3 separate regions of the Mus musculus genome follow, and all the other regions are linked to region 2. A link is a contact called in public HiCAR-type and HiChIP or PLAC-seq data. All regions are on one chromosome and are shown on one strand. The core of a region is the stretch at or near the end of the contact, and the rest is flanking DNA. Distances in the headings are between cores, read along the strand shown.

What was found. HiCAR-type assays count read pairs that join an accessible place to other places. HiChIP or PLAC-seq counts read pairs in DNA pulled down with a chosen protein or histone mark.
Region 1: a contact with region 2 is called in an H3K4me3 HiChIP or PLAC-seq map of forebrain, with 6 times the contacts expected there. The contact joins the enhancer-like site here to the promoter of Insyn2a in region 2. A contact is called at or near these places in 4 of 39 promoter capture datasets (the 3T3-L1 cell line, cranial neural crest, embryonic stem cells and 1 more), 1 of 484 Hi-C or Micro-C datasets (cortical neurons), 5 of 115 datasets of contacts at active chromatin or transcription factors (embryonic forebrain, embryonic hindbrain, embryonic stem cells and 2 more) and 2 of 9 other capture datasets (adipose tissue and embryonic stem cells).
Region 3: a HiCAR-type map of astrocytes shows a contact between it and region 2, with 4 times the contacts expected there. The contact joins the promoter of Fank1 here to the promoter of Insyn2a in region 2. A contact is called at or near these places in 2 of 39 promoter capture datasets (the 3T3-L1 cell line and embryonic stem cells), 2 of 115 datasets of contacts at active chromatin or transcription factors (astrocytes and forebrain) and 2 of 9 other capture datasets (adipose tissue and embryonic stem cells).

The regions. Positions count from the first base shown.
Region 1 is chr7:133,792,263-133,796,659 of GRCm38.p6, forward strand. The region is part of intron 1 of Fank1 (fibronectin type 3 and ankyrin repeat domains 1); the gene reads left to right. Among named protein-coding and RNA genes, the nearest start is that of Fank1, 18 kb to the left of the region's middle. Within about 2 kb of position 1,414, at least 132 of the 459 cell types and tissues checked have an H3K27ac peak or open chromatin away from gene starts, as enhancers often do. A contact at or near this core is called in adipose tissue, cortical neurons, forebrain and 1 more, where this site is marked.
Region 2 is chr7:134,937,072-134,941,571 of GRCm38.p6, forward strand. It overlaps Insyn2a (inhibitory synaptic factor 2A), which reads right to left and starts at 1,359. Exons shown (of 4, transcript NM_001143802.1): 1 at 641-1,359. All of the region lies in intron 27 of Dock1 (dedicator of cytokinesis 1), which reads left to right.
Region 3 is chr7:133,774,469-133,779,138 of GRCm38.p6, forward strand. It overlaps Fank1 (fibronectin type 3 and ankyrin repeat domains 1), which reads left to right and starts at 2,423. Exons shown (of 11, transcript NM_025850.2): 1 at 2,423-2,502. The coding sequence starts at 2,490. Dhx32 (DEAH (Asp-Glu-Ala-His) box polypeptide 32) reads right to left here and starts at 2,335. Exons shown (of 12, transcript NM_133941.2): 1 at 2,134-2,335.

The DNA.
Region 1 (4,397 bases), core at 164-2,663, 1.1 Mb before region 2:
AGAAATGTGGTATCAAACATGCTCTATCAAGGTCTGCTTATGAAAAGGTCTCCTTAGCTTTGGACCTGAGTCCCACATTGTCAGTCTGCAGAGACTGAGGACTGGGCTGCTGTCAGTGTCCTGATCACTATGCGGGTTGGCTGACTGAAGGTAAAACAGAATCAGCAATCACACAGCATCCTGCCCCACCCCCACCTCACCCCGTCTTGGGGTTACCAGAGATCTTTCTCACGGAGGTCAAGTAGAACTTCCGCTTTGGGATGCCACTGGTGAAAATTATTTGCACATGGGATAAAGCCTGTTGGTTCTGCCATTTTAAAGGACTAATACCTGTGCCACAAACGTGTTGGGGGGGGGGAGGGGGGAAGGAGCGATGAACCCAGATCACCACGCTCCTTCCCTTAGCTTGGGGACCAGCATTACCATAAGTTGCTAACTCATTAAGATAATCTTTTTTTCTTTTTAAAGATGATTCTCACTATGTACCTTTGGCTGGTCTGGCCTTCCAGATGTAGATCAGGCTAGTCTAGGTCTCCCAAGAGACCTGCCTGTCTCTGAGTTTGAGATTAAAGGCATTTGCTGGGTACTGTAGGTATTGTATCATATTAACTGTCTCTTCCCATAGTACTAACTGAAATCATTGGCAACCTGAACTTCTTGCCTTCTGTGAGACGTCTGGCTGTTGGAAATCTAAATTGATGTGGTGTGAAGACACTAATGAGATAAACATCTGGTTGGCCTGCTGCTTCTATCTAACATGCTGTGACTTCAGTGTGAGCCAGTGCTAGCCAGCCACTTGGACCCCCTAAAAAGCTTCTAAAGAGCTTTAAGTGAGGTGCCACATGTCTGTAATCACAAACCTTGGGAAGTCAGCTATCCACTTACACTCTGTCTCCTCAAAACCCCCAATGTTTCAGAAAGCACAAAATGTAATGATTCACCAGGCAGTGGTGGCACACGCCTTTAATTCCAGCACTTGGGAGGCAGAGGTAGGCAGATTGCTGAGCTCGAGGCCAGTCTGGTCTACAGAGTGAGTTCCAGGACAGCCAGGGATATACAGAGAAACCCTGTCTCGAAAACACCAAAAAAAAAAAAAAAAAAAAAAAAAAAAAAAAAAGTAATGACTCCCGTGTCTTGGGAATACAAGACAGTGACTCACTGGCAATGAGCCCAGTTACAATTTGTCTGTTTGATTCTTGGGAAGGGAAAGAACAAGCAGACAGACAGGTGCTGAGGAAGGGTTGTTGCTTCCCGCCCCATGATCCCAGAGCTGTGTCAATGACTTGCTACTCTTTGATGATTACAAACGTCTGATTCAAAGGTTTCTCTTCTCTGACACCTAAACTCCATCCTCCAGTGGCCTGCCAAGAGCTGGGACTGTCCCAAGGCTTGGTGCCCTGTGAGCTCTCCTTACAGCCCTGTCAGTATGAGTCAGGCTGGCTTGCCACAGCTCTTTCCTGCTAAATGTGTCTCTTGTGATGACACTCTGCCCCACTTCAGCTGGCATCTGTTTACTTTGAGTTAATTTTAGATAGAGCAGATTAATCATTACATCGCAATGATGCCAGCAGCACAGTTGGCAAGTCACAGAGGGGCACAGGAATCAGGAATCCTGACTGAGTGTCAGCCCCTGCCTCTCTCCAGTTGGGATAGGTGGGTAAGAGGAGAGACAGACCTTCCCTTTGGGATCCCTGTGGATGAACAGAGCTGTGCCTGGTGCCTGCCGCCGGGCCTGGCCTATGATGACTGTGCATGCCATGCCAGAAGAGTTAGCAGAACAAGATCCAGAAGAGAATAAATAGAATCAGATTTGAGTCAGGAAGCCCAGGCCCGGAAGTCTGACAGCGCAGAGCTTGTGGGTGTTATTGGGGCAGACCTGTCCTCTTTCACAGGGCAGCAGCTAGCTGGAATCTCTGCATCACTTTAGCCTTAGAATGGTTGCTTCTCCCCAATACCTCCTGCCCTCCTGGAATTAATCAGAGCAAACTCCACTTTGGGGAGTGTGGTGGTTTCCAGTGTCATACAGGGCGACCACATTTATCTTATAGATTTGTGTTCCTTTTCCCCTTCATTGCCCACATTCGTTTCTGCTTCTTTTCTGTTCTTTTTGGTCTCATTTGTTATCTCTGTGCCTGACCCCCACCAGGTCAGAAGCTCGGCTTGCTAGACAGGGAGGTGAGGCACAGGCACTTACCTCATCACTTGACTTAGAAGGACAGGGCAGAGAGCTGGATAGAGACTACCACGTGATGCGCGGAAGAGACATGCTTTCTTCCCTTGCTTTCTCTCTTTTCTCTCAGGACCTGGTTCATGCTGGGCAACGGATTGTGCCACTGAGCTATGTGCCAGCCCCCAAAGTGTTCCTTCTCAACTATATCAGTACTGAAGATTAAAAACTCAATTCTTCCTAGCAAGGAAAATAAATATGAATTTTCAACTGGGCTTTGTAGACCCTTGAAGGATTTGGTTTCTGCCATGCTCTCTGCCCGCCCAGCCTTGGGAAGCAGTTTTTCCTCCTGCTATGGCCCTAGTGGAGAGGCAGCAAGCTTAGAGGCTCCTAGCTGAAGAGTGTCCTTTCCTTCCCTGAAGTGAGGTCTGTGTGTTCAGGGCTGGATTCCAAAGGTGGGGCTGCTGGCAGCAAGCTGTGTGATTAACCGAGGAGACAACAGTAAAGACCAGGAAAGGCTGGGTAGACAGGTAGGTCTGGTTCCTCCACATTTGAGGTCAGCAGGGTGTGTGCCAACCTGGCTTGGCCCTAACTCCAGTGTCTAGCTATCAGTCCTGCTGTCTGACCAGCTTCCCAAGGCTGGCCAGTCTGCTGCCCACAGATCTCTTGGAGAAACAAGGACTCAGCTCATGGGTGGGTGTGATTTAGCCTTTAAAAGATGGTTTTCAAACATTGGTAAGATGGTGGCTGACATACAGATGTAAAATAATTACCCTTAGCCAGGTGTGGTGGCACGGGCCTTTAATCCCAGCACTCGGGAGGCAGAGGCAGGCAGATTTCTGAGTTCAAGGCCAGCCTGGTCTACAAAGTGAGTTCCAGGACAGCCAGAGCTATACAGAGAAACCCTGTCTCGAAAAACCAAAAAAAAAAAAAAAAAAAACAAAAAAAGAAAACCCAAAAAAAAAAAAAAAAAACAAAATCCAGAGGGCAGGCACATCTGTGAATCACAATGTGAAATAATGTAGAATAATGAGAATAATGTAAGCGAGGAGGGCCCTGAGTGGAGCTGGCTGATATCTGTGCTTAGAATCACACCCATGTGTTGCTATTGGTCCTAAACCTTAAATGTGGAGCACTTGAGAAGTGTGACTGGGAGGTAGACAAGTGTGAGCTGAAAGAATCAGAGTGGTCCACAGTGAACGGCTGCGTAGGCCTACTCCGCGGTTTGTGATCCATGGGCCTTTCTAGATCATTCTGTATGTTAGCTTGACAATTTGTGGTGATTACTATAAACTTGATTTGTTTGTTTAATCACATCTGCTTCACTGCCCTAGTTCGTTCTTCCAGGAGATAGCAAGAAATGAACAGGAATTCCCAAATAGGACTTCCGAGTGTGTGAAATGGCCCTGACAGTGTTCTGCCACACAAGGGAAGGAAGAAGTCATTGTACAGAGAGAACATTTGTTATAGCTTAGGGACATAGCCTTCTCTGAGGGCCTGGGCCAACCTCTTTTGATTATGTATATTGGTGTAAACATATGTTGTAAAAGCACGTGTGTCGTTGCTGATCATCCCAAAGCAGAAGTCACTTAGCTGCCCATTTACAAATCATAGACAAAAATGTGGTATGTACATTGGAGCATCATGCATTCTTGAAAAGGAAGACAATTCTGATACATACTATAAAATAGATTTAACTTTTGTATACACATGTATACACACACACACACACACACACACACACACACACACACACACGCACACACACATATATTTGAGACAGAGTCTCATTAGATAGCCTTGGTTGACCTAGAACTTGCTATGTAGACCACACAGGCTTCAAACTCAGAAATCTGCCTGTCCCTGCCTTCTAAGTGCTGGGATGGATGAACCTTTAAAGATTACAAAGTGAATAAGCTGATGAAAGTACAAACACTCTGTGATTTTGGGGGCTGAGACGGGTCACCTCCAAATGTGGCCTCCAGTATATGATGAAGTATCTTGAAGAAATTTCAGAAAGAAAGGACAAATCTTACCTTCCTACCACCTTTCCCCTGTAAGAGGTTCCCTGCTACAAGGACACAGAGCAGGTCCTGCTGTCCCTAGCTTATTACGCCCTGTGTGCCACATTCAGTGAACACCACCCTGTGTTCATTACACTATGTGTATCCCTTTGTCTTATAACGCTTTTTATAGCTTTCCACTATTCATAAAGCCTGGTATGAAAGCA
Region 2 (4,500 bases), core at 109-2,608:
GTGCAGGTCAGGCATGTGCACTCGGAAGCTCAGCGGGGTGCAGACCCCAGCTCAGAGAAGGTGCCTATACCCGTAACCAAGAGAAGAGACCAACATTTCACGTGGGCATTTTTTGCCTTCTCTCCTGCTTCGGTCTTTGCTCAACAGCAGGCGGCAGGGCCCCTCTGCTCAGACTTATTCCCCCCATCTCCCTGAAGTTAATCAGCTGTACTGTACTTGGCAGTTCGCTTTAGTTTGGATAATACTTTCAAAACCTCGAACGTTCCAGGGAGATGGTCGTCCCCAGAGCCCCCAACCCCCTCCCGCCCAGTTCTGCCTGGCCAAGGATGTCCTGTGCTCACAAGGCTGTGGCGTTTGTCTAGAATAGACATCATATTCCCGCTCCTCCAAGACTGTAGCCAAAGTTGCCAGATGCCCCTGGGCGACTAGGTCCTGCCAGATGCAGTTGCGTAACCTCGCCCCCCACCTTCGCCGCTGCCCGCCACCGGGTCTACACTGGGCTACACCCGCCGTCCCGGACCTAGGCGAAGCCAGTTTAGGGGCTATTGCGTGCGCAAGAGCCAGGGTCTGCGCCCATCTGCCAGCGGTCAAGTACAGAGGGCTTGGGGTGCAGGAGGAGGGCATGCTGGGCTCTGCTTACCTTTGGCTGCTTACTGATAAGTGGAGGTCGGTGCAGCGCCTGGCTCGGGCATGTCTTGCCGCGGACCCTGGCAAGCCTGGCGCGGCACGGAGCACTCGGGGCAGAGCATCCACGGCAAGGATCTCCGGGCTCGCGCTGAAGGAGGCTCGGCTCCGGAGACTTGGCCAGCTGCGTGCCCGCCGCCCGCCCCCTCCACTGCCACGGGCCCGGCCCGCCCGGCCCGGCCGGCCCCCGCGCCGCAGCTCGAGTCCCTTCGGCTCCTGCTCAGCGACGCGCACGGGGAGGCAGTGGTTCGGCCGGCTCCGGGGACGCCCGCGCGCTCGCCCGATCGCGGCGCGGCGGAGCCAGCCACAGCCACCCGGCTCCGTGCTCCTCAGATGTCCTCATTTACTGCAATTGTCTTCGGCGAGATCCGGGAGCCGGGGCCGGGAGGAGGGGGCGGAGACGGGGAGGGAGCGGGAGGGGAGTCCTGGCCGAGGCACCAGGTCCCGGCTACTCTATGCAGCCGAGCGGCCAGAGGACTGAAGAGAGGGCACCGGGAGCTGCGCGCCAGTCGCCTGTGCGCTCGCCTGCCACCGAGGCGGGCGGAGCCCCGGGGCCCGTGGGGCGGGGGTGGGGCGGGGGCGGGCCAGGCCGCGTGCGTGGGGCGGGGGCCGGGCGCGTGAAGGAGCCCCTCCAGCCAGAGACGGATCGCGGGCAAGAGGAGGAGGAGGAGAAGGAGGAGGTGCTGGAAGCAGCCGCTGGCTGCTGCCTGTGCGCGGAGCTCCTCAGCCACATTCCTAGGGTTTCTGAGCTGCAGGCGGCGCTGCGGGGCCCCTGGAACTTGTTGAGTCTACCTAGGAGCCACCTCAGGCAGGCACGGGGACCCTATTGATTTCTTCTTCAGGAGTGGGGCTGTCTATAGGAAACCCTGCTTGATGGCTTTCTGTGGTGTCAACCAGCCTACCCCTGCTGGGTAGTTAATACCCTAGATGGGAGTGGACATCTGGGCAAGGCGCCCGCCCCCTCACCTGCAGATGTGTCTTTGGAGAGACTAGGGATGAAGGTTTCTCTTGCATTTTTTTACGTTTGTAACCAACCAGGAGTCTGTCCCTCAAATAAGGATTTGAAACGCAGACCTGTTTATTGGCCTAGGGACAAAGTAGAGAGTGTCTGCCTGCCTATCAGCTCTGTTGCATCCTGATAATTTGTGGACATGTCAGAGCAGGCATCTCCACTGTTCCTCATCTGGACCTCCTAGTCCCTCTGCCCCTCACCCCCCTAGAGAGGCAGTGGGAGATTGTGTTTGTTTTGATCAGAGTTAAATAAACTCGGAAAAGAGATTTCTTTAGCATGAACAGAGGACAATTCCCAGCATATACCCCAAACTCCACCAGAGTCTTGTGAGCTCTCTGATGCAGGTTCAGGGTCTTCCCCGATGCCTAGCAGGGCTGAGGAGCAGACACTGGGACTAAGTATTCTTGCATACAGGTCTCCCAGCCCTACCTGAGACATACTGGAAAGTAGCCCCCACCGATAACATGGTGGTAAGCTTTGGCCAATGAACTGGGATTCAGATGGGAAATGCTCTTAATCACCCACCCCTACAAGCACACCTTTCAGACAGAAGACAGGCTCTGGTTTGTTTCTATGTATCCTTTTATCCCTGTATCCCATCTTAGTATTCCAGGCCACTCCATTGCTCTATCCTCATACAGTGGGCTGATAGAGCCCAGCTCTCTGTTTTATATATACTTTCAGCTCTTTCAAAGGGCTTTCTGTAAGATACTGCATTGTCTATGTAGGATGATGTGTCCACACGTTTCAGGAGGAGGTCATTCTAAAATATCTTCCCTTTGCATGGAGAGAGCACCAAGCCTGAGGAACCCAGACTCTGTCCCTCCCACTCTTTAAAATGCCCCTTAGGACCCAGATTCTCCCAATTCTGATTGCCAGCCCATTTATGTCTTTAGGCCTGGAGGCGGCTGGGATCTGGCTGGGGAAAGGGCCTGTGTGCCGGCTGCTTTTATGTCAACTTGATTCAAATTGGAGTTATCTGAGAGGAAGGAACCTCAATTGAGAAAATGCACCCATAAGACCCAGCTGAAAGGCATTTTCTTAATTAGCAATTGATGGGGGAGGGCCCAGCCCATCGTGGGTGCTGCCATCCCTGGGCTGGCGGTCCTGGGTTCTGTAAGAAAGTAGGTTGAGTAAGCCATGAGGAGCAAGCCAGTAAGGAGGACCCTGCATGGTCTCTGTATTAGCTCCTGCCTCCAGGCTCCTGCCCTGCTTAGGTTCCTGCCCTCACTGCTTTGAATGATGAAGAGTGATTTGGAACTATGATTGAATTAAACCCTTTACTCTTCAAGTTGCCTTTGCTCATGGCACTTCGTCACAGCAACAGTAACTCTGACTAGGACAGTCTGCAAGGGTGAATAGACTCTGCTACCCAGCTAGAAGCCAGAGGGCTGTGTAGGATGGGACTGTGTAACAGCAGATGGCAAGACTTCCTGCCTGACATGCCTCCCGCTGCCCCCTTCCCCAGGTGTGCTCTTACATCTTTGGGAATTCTGTCCAGAAAACTTTCTGTAAATCTTACCTTATTGTAAATCCATAAGATTAGAAACCCCTTTTCCTATTTCTTAAGTATGTCACTGCACATCTGCCAGGCAATGTGGGAGTGGCACCATTGAGAATAGAAGGTTTGGCTTTGGGATCCATGAGTAAAATCAGATAGACAGAAAAGTGTGCAGAGGAGGCCAGAGCTCAGCCACAAGCGGCGCTGTGAGCTGGTTAGGTGTCTCTAGAGACAGTGTCAGTGATGATCCCCGCAATGGCTACCTAGAGGAGGCAATGATGGCATGCTATGGCCGGCAGGTTGGAAGATGTTCTAGCTGAGCCGTGGTTGCTCTGAGTTCTCCAGCTGCCCAGTAACTTCAGCTGTTGCTAGGTCTATTGTTATCCTGCTTTGGATTTAAGATGCCTCTGTACAGGCTCACTTGGGCCCCATCTGATGATGATGCTTGAAGAAGTTGTGGGAGCTTTGGAAAGTGGAGCTTATCTGGAGGAAGTAGGTTGCAGGGGTCAGGGTATCAGGTTAGTCCTTGAGGGTTCTAGTTGGATCCCACATCCCATTCCCTACCAGAGGTTCGAGAAGTCCCAGCTGAGTACATCTACTGTCATGTCGCTCCTACCTTCCCTACCTTGATGAACTAATACCTCTAGGCCACACCCCAACAATCCTTCCTCTTTAAGTTGCTTAAAGAAGTCTCATGAATTCTGTTGCAGTAATAAGCGAGCCATTGGTGTACCTCCTGCTATTGTAAAATGTATGACTGCATTTACCTACTGCATCACTAAGTCTGCCATCACAAATTGAGATATTGCTGAGAGTGTGTGTCATTTGACTAGGGAGGACTGTTCCATGAGCATCAGCGTGCTCAGAACCGTCAAGCAAGCCTTGTGTTCGGGGCTGTGTGGGGGGAGGAGTTGTGGCCTTCTTGCTGCCCACAGATGCTCTTTGCATCATAGTTTCTGTGTGGACAGAACAGATGTATATATTAAGGGTTTATAATGAGTCCTTATGTTCAGCTTCCCCAGAAAAAAAGAAAGTAGACTCATTTTAGGAATCAATTAGGTATAAATTGGTTTCTTAGGTTTTGCTTCAGAATTTTGCCACAAAAGGTAGTCTTGCAAAGGAGAAAATAGCCATTTTAAAAAGAGATTTCCCACAGGCAGAGGCAGCCAGAGAATAAAACTACACAGCAATTCCTGCTGCCTAACCCACACAGAGTCTGCTCCTTTGACTTCCTGGAAGTCCTGAAATTCTAAACCAGTGAATTGGTCAGATGTCGCTGGGTCATTAGGGTACTAGGCTAGCA
Region 3 (4,670 bases), core at 1,173-3,672, 1.2 Mb before region 2:
GAAAGAACCCAAAGTGACAATAAAATCTCGAGCATCTTCTCTCAGGGTAAACACATCCCTACTCGGAAGTTCCCATCCACTGAGTAAGTACACTGTGCTAGGTGCTGGAGGGGAAATGTCGTGATGAACACCATCCCCACTCCTCCTCCTAGCCAGTTGTTTCTTTCAAAGGCTCCACATCCCCTGAAGAGCTTGGTTTCACAGTTAACTGTCTTTATGCACGGAGACTTCCTCAACGCCCACTTCTAGGATTTAGGTCTCTTCTAAAGCATTATAAGTTACTCCTTCAGTAATTTCTATTTCCACGTTTTCAATCTTGAAATCCACACACAATGGCCACATTTAGTCTTTATTACCTTAGCATGGAGATCTCCACTCTCATTTAAGGAAAAAAAATCCCTCAATATCTAGGCTACTGATTTTCTGACATTTTAACTTCCTCTCCTGTGTGTGTGTGTGTGTGTGTTGCCAGGTTTGTTTGTGACATTTGCTGTTCCATTATAACCATGTCTTCCTGCATGGGAAAGCGTCATTGTGATTTTGCTTCTGAGAACCAGTGTTTGGGAAATATTGGTACTGAAGCACCCAGAATCTTACTCTGTCTCCTCCGTCCTCTAAGTTACAGGAACCTGAATTTCTCTGTTTGATACTTTAGCCTAGGAAGTTTGAGTTCTGCATAAATCACAGCGCTTGTCTGCACCCATTCGTAAGCCTCCTAGCTTTGACAATTCACCCTCATAGAGAGGGAAGCCTAATTTGGCAGAATATAATAAATGTCCATTTCCATCACAGAATAGATGCTTCTTGGATTCAACTAAGCTTTGAATGACTCCCTGGGGAAAGTAATTCTCCCCTGAGTCCTTGACAGCCACGCGGTAGAAATCTCTCTACTGGCAAAGATGAGTAATCACTTATATGACCCCAATAGAGCTGGCTGGGCCTTCCATTTTTCTCTAGTCCTGTCTATGGCAGCAGTAGGGGTTGATGGAAGGCCTTTAATGTCCAGCGCTGACCGGTAAATCAATCCTACAATTTCCTCTGTTTCTCCGCACTTCCTCATCCCTTTCTTATCTCTTCTCCATTTTTCTTCCTTCCTCTGCTTCCCCCTCTTCTCTCCTTAACCCATGACACTCTCTGAGGTGGTTTGAAAATTCTACACCATACCAGATAAAAATTCCTAGTGGGTTTTTCCCCCCTTCACACCTTTCTTAAAGGAAAACCTGGATCCTGGTCTTTGAAACCAGTATCCTACACAATTTGGCTGACTCAGTGACCCCCCTCTCCCCCCAAAAAAAATCAACAGGAAAAATGAGTATTGTAACACAAACACAAACACACACACACACACACACACACACACACACCAAACTAAACCAATTTCCAAGATCCCACAAGGGGCCCACAGCCTGAAATATGATAGGTGACAGTGGGGATGATAGACAGAGCAGGACTAGGGGAGGAACTGCCCGTAGTCTCAGTAGACAGCCTTGGCCTACTATAGAGGCAGGAGCAGCTTTCACACCCTCACCTAGGCAAACGGATTCGAACACCCCTCTCTGAAACATGTGGTGCAAAGAACGAGTCCTCCAGGAGGAGCTGAGAGCACCCATACTCGGAGTCTTAGGGTCATCCTAGCCTTGACCTGGGACAACATCCCGGTATAGGGTACCCACCCTGGAAAAGAGCTGCCACGCGCAAAGGCCGAGTCCGGACCATGACTTGGGGCAACATCCTGAAGCAATAGCCCTTCACTCTGGAGAATGGGTACTGGCAGGCAAAAGCTGGGTCCTCCAGCAGGAACAGGGTCTATCTCGACTCTCACCCGGGCATCTCCGGGTTCATCCGGACCCTGACCTGGACGGACGCCAGATGCAGGGGTAACCCTGACTCTAGCTTGGGGTTACGGCGGTGCAAAGACCGAGTCATCCGGCTGGAGCAGGGTTTGTTCTGACTCTCACTGGGGCGTCTCAGGTCATCCTAGACTTAACCCACCAGGGTCCAGAAGATCTCAGGCCGGAGCTCCGGTTCTCCTTCCGGAGCTGGGGGCGCCCTCGCCCTCAGCTGTGCCTGGTCGGGCGGGGCCGCAACAGGTGCGCGGCCTCCCTGCTTCCCCGCCGCCTGCCCTGCCGTTACCTGCAGCGGCGGCCGCCGAGGCCTCCCAGAGCCTGGGCGGGAGCTTCCCGAGCCCGGCCGACGTTCGCGTGGTCCCTAGAGGAGCTGACAGAGCGTTCCCGAGCTCGGGGCGCGGCTCTGCTGAAGCCGCCGCGCTCCCGGGTCGCGACCCCCCTGCGCCACTCCCGCCCGTGCGCTGCTCTGCGTTTCCACGTCACTTTTTGGTCCCTCCCTCTCGCCGTCCGCCGGGCCCCGCCCGCCCGCTCGCCTGCCCATCCCCGGTTGTCAGGGCAACCCGAGCGACGCCAGACGAAGACAGGCGTTAGGAGGGCGGCGCCGCCAGGGCTGGGCCCGAGGGCCCCCGGGAGCAGCTGACCATGGAGCCCCACAGTAAGCGGCGGGCTAGGGCCTGGGGTGCGAGCAGAGACCGAGCTAGCCGGGCCAGGTCTCGAACCCTCGGCTAAATGATCCACAGATTCCACAGAGCACGGCTGATGCCCTCACTAGCAATGGGCTTACGAATGGTTAATAGTGCTTCCAGTGTCTTAGTGAACCTCCATGGAGCCTGGGCCTTGAATTTATGTGTTCTTGCCTCTCTTCGATCTTATCCCTAAAGTCTGTGGTATATATAATTCATGTGCTTCCGCCCAGCATAAGATACATAACAAAAGTTTCTCATTCCTGTTTGTCTTAAATTTTCCGTTCTTTGTTATTGACTATTCGTGCGGATGCATGTGTTTGTGCACACGTGTGCAGGTGTCACACAGGTGCACATGCAAGTGTGCCACATTTGTGTGGAACCCAGAGGGGACATTCTGGTGTCTTTTCTTGCCATCCACCTTGGTTTTAAATTTTTATTTTATTTTATTTAATGTGTACAGATGTTTTGCCTGCATGTATATGTCTCTGCACCACTCATGTGCCTTGTGCCTCTACAGAGACCAGAAGAGAGAACCCAATCCCCTTGAACTATAATAAAAGCAGGCTGTGAGTAGGCTTGTGGGTGCTGGGTCCTTTGGAAGAGCAGTCAGTGTTCATGATATTTGAACCACATCTTCAGGCTCCCACCTTGGTTTTCAAGACAGGGTGTCCCACTGACCTAGAGCTCTAGTGAACTAGGCTAGGCAAACCGGCTAGCAGAACCCCAGAGGTGATCCTGTCTCCAGCTCTCTAGGGCTGAATCTACAAATCACACCACCACACTTGATATTTTATGGAGGTTCTGGGCATCAAACTTGGCTCTTTTACTTTCTGCAAGCATTGTTTGCGCGAAGTCATCTCATTAGCCCTGGTTTTTGTTTTGTTTTTAAAAATACTCTTAAGTTTGAGTTTGTCTCCTGCAGCCCAGGCTGACCTTGAGTTTAGGGCAAACTTCGTGACCTAGCCTCCTGAACCAGTGGCTCAGAATCTTCATGGCTCCACATTCTGAAAGTGCTGGGGCTACAGTGCTGTTTTTCATTTTGTTTTGATTGAAACAGAATCTCACTATCTCTCTGGCTAGCTTGGAACTCACTGTTTAAAGACCAGGCTGGCTTCAAATCCACAGGTCCACCTGCCTCTGTTTATGAAGTGCTAAGATTAAAGGCATGGGCTACCACGATGGGCTACAAAGTTGTGTATGATAGATGGCTGAAGATGTGTGCTTTAGAGTTGCTAGAACTGAGGTACCCTGGAACTCACCTCTCTGTCCACTGTTTTTCCCAACCTTTCCAGGGACTTTGTCCTAGGCTCCTTCCCTCCTCCCCACCCATGCTGTTTTATTGCCTCCTTTGTTCTTAAAACAAATACACTGTTTGACTTAGAGACTCCAAAGAGCTCAAACCTTGATAAGATTCAGTTTGATGCTAAAAAATAAATCAAATTGTCTTTTTTTGCATAGTTTCAAACATAAAATACTTAGACCAAATCCCATGTTCCTTAAGGGAAACACACACACACACACACACACACACACACACACACACACACACTCATTTCATAATAACAAGAAAATTTAAAGGCTTCCTCCCTTTTAACTTGCTGAATATAAAGCCTACAGGTTGGGAGTTACAGTTGCTTGGATTGGTAGGATTTTTATACAACATCTATCATTTGTGTTTAAAAGTCAAAGGATTGTACACTTTATCCAACCTGCTGGGAAAAAAATGAATATACAGCAATGTTAGGGATTTACTCTCATTCCAAACCGATGCCAGGCTGTGTGTGATCTTTTCCTAGAGAAAGTATCTGTGTGTGTGTGTGTGTGTGTGTGTGTGTGTGTGTGTGTGTGTGTGGTCGCATGTATCCCAGGCTGCTCTCATATTCACTATGTAACAAAGGATAACTTTGAACTTCTGATCCTTCAGAATGCTGTGGTTATAGGCCTTCCCCAGCCCCATGTGGTGCTAAAGATGGGATATCGATGTGATAGCTTTTTGACAAGCCCTATACCAACATAACTACATCCTTAGCTGAGAAATATATAACTTCTAAAGACAGCTTTATTTTCTGTAAGTATGCAGTACTGTTTAAAGTTGTACACTGCGAACTGCAAAATCTTCAGCCCTCGATACTTTTAT